Linked DNA regions of Anser cygnoides: region 2 is linked to region 1. A link is a contact called in public Hi-C data. All regions are on one chromosome and are shown on one strand. Each heading gives the region's core, a stretch centred on a gene start, on an enhancer-like site or on the middle of the called end of the contact. The rest is flanking DNA. Distances are from core to core; before and after follow the strand shown.

The links. A called contact is a pair of places that touch in the nucleus more often than the background predicts.
Region 2: a contact with region 1 is called in a Hi-C map of fetal liver, with 1.9 times the contacts expected there. The contact joins the promoter of SLCO2A1 here to the enhancer-like site in region 1. A contact is called at or near these places in 2 of 7 Hi-C or Micro-C datasets (fetal liver and liver).

Annotation. Positions count from the first base shown.
Region 1 is chr9:11,549,411-11,552,697 of Taihu_goose_T2T_genome, forward strand. The region is part of intron 9 of RYK (receptor like tyrosine kinase); the gene reads left to right. Among named protein-coding and RNA genes, the nearest start is that of RYK, 41 kb to the left of the region's middle. Within about 2 kb of position 1,396, at least 1 of the 3 cell types and tissues checked has open chromatin away from gene starts, as enhancers often do. A contact at or near this core is called in fetal liver, where this site is marked.
Region 2 is chr9:11,603,114-11,606,353 of Taihu_goose_T2T_genome, forward strand. SLCO2A1 (solute carrier organic anion transporter family member 2A1) reads left to right here and starts at 1,336. Exons shown (of 14, transcript XM_013186315.3): 1 at 1,336-1,634. The coding sequence starts at 1,545.

The DNA of each region.
Region 1 (3,287 bases), core at 146-2,645:
TACTGAGAGACCTTAAAGAGTACAATCTACATTTAAAAAAAAGTGCTGCACTTAAATGTCTTAATTTAAATATTTGCTATTTTATATGTTTCTGCAGGAAAAGATTGCCCTTTCATAATCCGAAGTACACTTAAGTACTAGTTTTAACTCTTTGTAAATTTGTATTTCACTTCTGTTATCTGCTGCCCTTTCAGCAGACACTGAAACGTTAAAGCAGTTATCTTCCTTCCCCAGTTCTACTTCAGGTTCATTTTTTACTTTCTGATTTAATTTGAACGGATTGCTGAGCAAAGAGCCTTTGACTTGTTGCTGTATGCTGCTGTGCCTCCAGGTTCCTCCACTGTTAAGTAGGCAAATAACACTACTCCCAAATCATGCTTCGCTCCGCTCTTTTCTATGGTTTAAATCTGTGTGTACATTTGTAATGTAAGAAAACCAGAACAGCATTCCCCACTTTAGTGGCGTTGTGTTGAATCACTTCCAGAATGCATTAAAATTGGGCTTGAATTTGAAAATGTAAATTGCCTTGCTTTGGAAAATAAATGTGTGGTTGTGGCATGGAAACAAACATTAGAAATAGCTTTGCTATTAAGATCGGAGGAGAAATCCTGCTGTGTTGGAATTCTAACAACACTAAGCATGGTGACCTACTCCGTGGCCTCCTTGGGTTGTTGGATGGATGTTTGTTTTAACATCGGGTATTTGAGGTCTGTACGATGAGTGGTTGCCTTGTAAAGCAGAGAGCTGATGTGTGAAAGTACAGCCCTTACCTGAATGGCTCTGTAGCTCTCTCAGACTTGCACCTGTAAGAGAACTGTGAAGAGGAGCAAAGTTTTTTTTAACCCCTTCACTTCAGTGGTGGGCAGATCAGATGTTGCTGGCATCTACCTTAACTTGTCACTCACTGCTGGGACCTCCTGAAGTTTTAAAGCATCAGTGTTTGTGCGTGTATGTCCTCTTCCCCCTATAAAAAGTAGATTGGATTGTGACTACTTGCATTCATTTTGATTTGATTTATAGCTCCTAACTTCCTTTAACAGCTCATTCTCCTATTGAAGGCAAGTTCTAAAAATGTCTACCAGTGCAACAGAGGTGAACTCAGGATAGTCTTTGATTGTTCAATTTCTTCAAAAACCAAAGACTTGCTGAGAAGGGTTAAAGCAGTATTCAGATGTGTGTAATCTTTGAACTGTGATTGAATTCTGCCTTGGGAGAAATTTTATGTAATGAATTGTTCTGCAGAAGCAGCAGTAATTAAAAAGAACGTGTTGATAGTAGGAGTATTTCTCACCTCAAGCTGAATATTTACAGTCAGGATTTTAATTTCCTAGTCTCAGTTCCTATGGACACAGTGTGGGACTGCTGTGCTTGCCCATGTGCTTTTCTCCCTTCAGTAACTTGAGCTAGTGGACTTTGTCACAGTATGTTTGGCAAAGCCTGCAAATTTGAAAGATAATTGAAGTAGTACAACCCGTGTGAAAACAGATAGCCATATATAAAGTGGATTGTATAAATACATTGATGTTAGGGAAAGTCTGCTGTGCAAGCTTGTAATGAGACAGATGGAAGTTGGCATAGGAATAAGACACCACAGATGGGTCCAAAAGTGAGAAAAGCTTTAGGTAAAGTATCTTTTCAGATGCTGCTGTCAGGAGTCGTGTTCACTGGAAGCCTTGATTGCCTAGCTGCTGTGCTTTGTGGAGCTACTTCTGATAGGAATGCTGAAAGAAATTGCTGTGTGTTGCTGTCTGTAGTAGGCTATGGAAAGGCTCTGGAATATCTTGTTTGAATTTTGAAACCTTTGGTTACGTTGTGCTTTTTCTTTACCTTCCTGCTCTCTGAAGTAATTTATTTTAATGACCGAGGTGCGATCTGAAGTCTGAAGCTGTAATACAGCATTTGCTAATTTGTGATTCTGGAAGATCTGACCTAAAATGTTGTTCTTGAAAGCCATCCAGCTAATCAGATAACCCAGCGCAATATTCAAGTAATTGCTGCTTTTCATCTCTGGTGGGTAATTTGAGGTGTGGAGCGACTCTTCCTGACGTACAACCACCCAGTGAACGCACGGCATGATGCTCTGCCATTGCTGGAGCACCCAGTCTCGTAGCAAGCAAATAGGTGCAATTTGTGTCATCGCAAAACTCCCTGTAAACATGTCAGCTGTGTCATGATGATTCATGTGACTGACAGTGCTGGTAAATGAGGATTTAAAGCACAGTTTTGCAGATGGGATCCTGGAAGTGGGTAAAAAGCAAGTAGGTGCTCTGTCCCCAGGAACCAGGAGGGGCCTCAGCACATAAAACGCTTGCCAGAATTGTGTGGGGAGATTAGCCTCATACATGAAAGTGGCAGTGCCAAGAGCCCCATTGTGCCTGGCTGTATACAAATAACGTAATAGTGTGAGATAAACTTGTAGCCATATCAAAGCTTCCAGAAATCCTAGCCTGTTCTTGCTCCGTGCCCCAAGGTAGACTTTCCCAGTCATTGCCTTGTAACAGCAAGGGTAAGATCATCTTCACAGTTCTGGGAGGCACCTACATCATCTGTCTTAAATCGCTTCTGGTCTTGCTTTTGAGCACCTTACAAAAATTGGGCCCTTCTTGTCCTAACTGAACATCTAGAATCACTGCTGTCTCCCAGATATTTGTCCTAACTCATGTCATCTCCATTTTGTTTGCAATTCAAGTACTCAGCTGTTGATGTGTGACAGCTTTGTGAAAATAGATGATGCTTTCTCAGGGCTGAGCAGCAGTGTCCTGACTGTACCTCAGCTCACTATCATCAGGCCGCAGCTCCATGGATTGCTGAGTACAGAGGTATTCCCAATCACAAATAGCATTAATATCTCAAAGGGAAGTTTAGCTTTTTTTAGGGCTTTGAAGATGATGTGCAACAAGCCTTGCCCAGGATTGTTCAGCTTCAACTCAACACTGTTTCCTGATGACGAATCTAATGCATGTGAGACTGCGGCCTCCTGTTGTGGCTATTCTGATTTGAGAGGTTTATGGCCCTGTGGGAGGTTTTCCCCTTTCTTTTCCCCCCATTCTCTCCTGTTTACCTGTATGAGTGGCCATATTCAGATCAAATAACCTCACAGATCCCATACAAAAAGAAAACAAGCCGCAAAAGCTTGTGGGCATTCTTGTGTGTTTGACAAGATCATTCTACAAGTCTTATTTTGCGTGGCTACAGAAACAAGAAAATACTAAATAAAACCATTGAAAAACAAAATACTAAAATGTGTGTGCTTACAGTTCGTGACACTTAGAGATTTGAAGTATGGT
Region 2 (3,240 bases), core at 86-2,585, 54 kb after region 1:
ATGGGGACGCCAGCCCCACGCACCACTTCGCTGCGCAGAGGAGATTTTGCAGGGAAAGGCGACAGCAGCTGCTGCTGGAGCTGGTTGTTATAACAAAGTGAGCGTCATGGTTCTGCAGAATAAACGGAAATGACGGAGCTGCTCGCCAGCAGGCTAGGAATTCCCTGAAAAATGGGATCAGCAGCACATGGGGCTCAAGGGGGGTGAGCAGAGGAGCTGTCTGCATTCTTGAGCTGAGCTTTCCTATCAGCGATGTCGACATTTCGGTGCCATCACATCTCTTAGAGCTGAGAGATGGGTAGCAGGGCTTGGCATTGCATCCTGACCCCAAACCCAGCAAATCTGGGGATGGGAATAGCAAAAGCGGGGAAAAAAGATTGGAAAAAAGGATGCTTGCTTCGCCAGCTGCAGGCAGGGACTGTCCGCCTGTCCCTGTACCTGGTGCTCTCCGGCCATCAGGAAGCAGACACCGAAAAGTAGCTCATTTTCCCTTGGCCATGTGGGTTTTTGCACCGCTCTCAAGCCCCATGGCTGGTGGGACTGGTGCTGCGCCCCAACAGCAGAGGGGAGCATGTGGGTCCCTCTCCCACGGGCGCAAGGCACCCTCTCGTGGTGAGCAGCCACCCGTTGGTGGCGCCCGGTGACAGCAGGGCCCCTTCACCCAGCTCCTCGGCATCTCTGCCCTCCTTTGCCAAGGATCCCATGGGTTTGGGGGAATCCACATCCTGTAGGGAGTGCTGCCCCCCACCCTGGCACTGCTCTGCTCTAGCCACCCACCCGAGCAGGACCTTGGGGTGCCAGTGGGACCCTGTGCTCGGTGGGGACCCCCTCCCCGGGACCCACCAGTACTCCCGCAGCAGAGAAACCATTCAGGGAGGTGAGATTTGGGTTCTCCGGGCTCAGGCCACCCCATTTCCCAGGGGGTCCTCCACACCTATCCGTCTCTCTCTCCCACTTCCCCACTTCATATGGGGAAAGAAGATAATTTTGACAGAGTGCTTGAAGCTGGCTTCCCCCCGCCCTTCTCCCTCTGACACTTTTTCTCTCTCATGATAATAAATCAGTGCTTTGCATAAACAAAGCCCCAGAGAGGTATTACTTAAAACAGCGCCCAGGAACCACACAAATGCAGTTTTTTCCATGAGAGAGAAGCAGGAGGAGTTTTGGGGCTTTTTTTTGGTGGTGTTTGTTTTTTCCTCTGTGACTCCTTGCCAGAGGGAGGGATTTCTCACCACAGTCCTCATCCCCAAAAAGCCCAGATCCGGTGGGCGCCCAGCGGCTTGCCGCGCGCTCGTGTTGGCTTCCTGCAGCTTTAAAGTTCCCTCTACACCCAAAGGAAAAGAGGGAGGAGAAAGGGTTTCATCATCACTCCCGAGAGCAGACTTATAAAAACTTTGCGCTCACGCTGCCTGGCTCACTCACGGGCTCGCTGGGTTTTCGGAGCGGGACGGGACAGAGCGGGACGGCGCTGGCGAGCGCTCACCGTCTCGGGAGCCTGCACACAGAGCCCAGCTCCTCGGGGAGCCCAGGGAGGCCAGCACACCATGGGAGTCCACCCCGAAGCCAGCAAGTCCCCAGCTGACGTCCCCAAAAGCTCCAGCACCTGCTCCCGCGGTATCTTCTGCAACATCAAGGTAAGGAGCGGTGCTCCAGCGGCGATGCGGGAGGAGGAGGCTGGCCCCGAGAGCAGCCCTGGTGCAAGCTGCTGGTAAAGCGAAGGCTGCTTGCAAAGGTGCAGATAACGAATCTCACGTCTTTGGTCCCGAATAACGCCGTGGAGGACCAGGGGCTCAGTGTGCCGTGGGCTGCGGGGCTTGCCTGTCGCATCCAGGACACGGTGTGCCGCCGCTTAGGGAATGATTAACCACATCCTGGTGCTAAAGGAAAACACTGCCCTATAATAACGTCGATTCGCTTGAAAAGCCTTGGTGGGGAGAAGGGTGGTTTGTGAACGGCAGGGCCGGCTGGCACATCCCCAGCAGGGAGGGGGACTTTCCTGCTTTGCCTTGCAGTGTTTGAGACAGCCAGGCGCAATTTTGGGGCTCACAGCAGGAGAAAGCTGTGGCAGAGGGGGACCCCTTGCCTGGGTGTGCTTCCCACTGGCGTTATCGAACACGGGTGTAGGTTTGCAGCGTGCCAGCAGTGCTGTGAGGACGGCTTTGTCTGCGCTTCTCAGCTAAGCACAGCTTTGGGAAGCCGGGGTGCAAGCGTCACGGCCCGGGATGGGTTTGGTTTTTATTTGTTGCCAAGTGACAATGCTTTGGGTTCGCGGGCGATCGCCCCAGGAGTGCGTTGGCAGCCAGTCCATCCAGTCCCACATCCCCGAAGGTCCCTGCTGCTGTCTCAGCGGGTGGCTTGATGGCCCTTTCTGGCTGTGAGCTGCAGGAGGAAGAGCTCGAGATCACCCCAGGTTATAAATAGGATAATGGAGAGCTGCATGTATGGGGGGGGCAGAGGGGACTGGTGAAAAAGGTGGCCCCAGCCTCCTTCAGGCTGTGCTGGTAGTGACCATGGCTCAGGTGGGTGAAGCTGTAAAAGCATTGCTAATCAGTGCTTTTTCTGAGGCCATAAAACTACAGGGATTAAAAAAACAAAAAAACAAAACAAAAAAAAAAACAACCCACCGCCACCAAATGTAAATTCATTTCTCCAAGGATGCTTGGTCAGGGGCTGCATTCAGGACCCCTCAGTGGCAGGTGGCACTGGGATGTCACAGGCAGGGTGACCCCACAAGCAGGAGGTGCCATCCGAGCCTCCCCCAGTCCAAACACAGCTGCACCACGGGCAGGCTGGAGAGTGAAAGAAGCTCTTTGAAGAAAAATATATATATATTTTTTTTTCTAAATGGAGAGGAATAAACCTCATTTTAATGCAGCCCCACGCCAGCACCATGCAGGATATTAAGGAATAGTTTGGGCTCTATCAAAGTACCCTTGCTGACATCGGATGGGTGATGTGTACTGTCTGGGATGGAGCTGGGACAGCCACCCATGTGACTGGTTCTTGCTTTTAGGAGCAAATGTATATAAAGGGACAGGCATTGCCACCTCCCACCCTTTTCTGACCTGTTCACTCTTCCCATGTTGCGCGGTTTGCTTTAAAATATATATATACACATTAAAAAAACAAACTCTGCTTCGAGGTAGCAAGGCAGGCAGCAGCCTGACTGCAGCTGTCAGCACTCTCAGCCCTCCGAAAAGTGGCAGAAAATAAAAGTGTCGTGAATGAATTTCTAGGTTT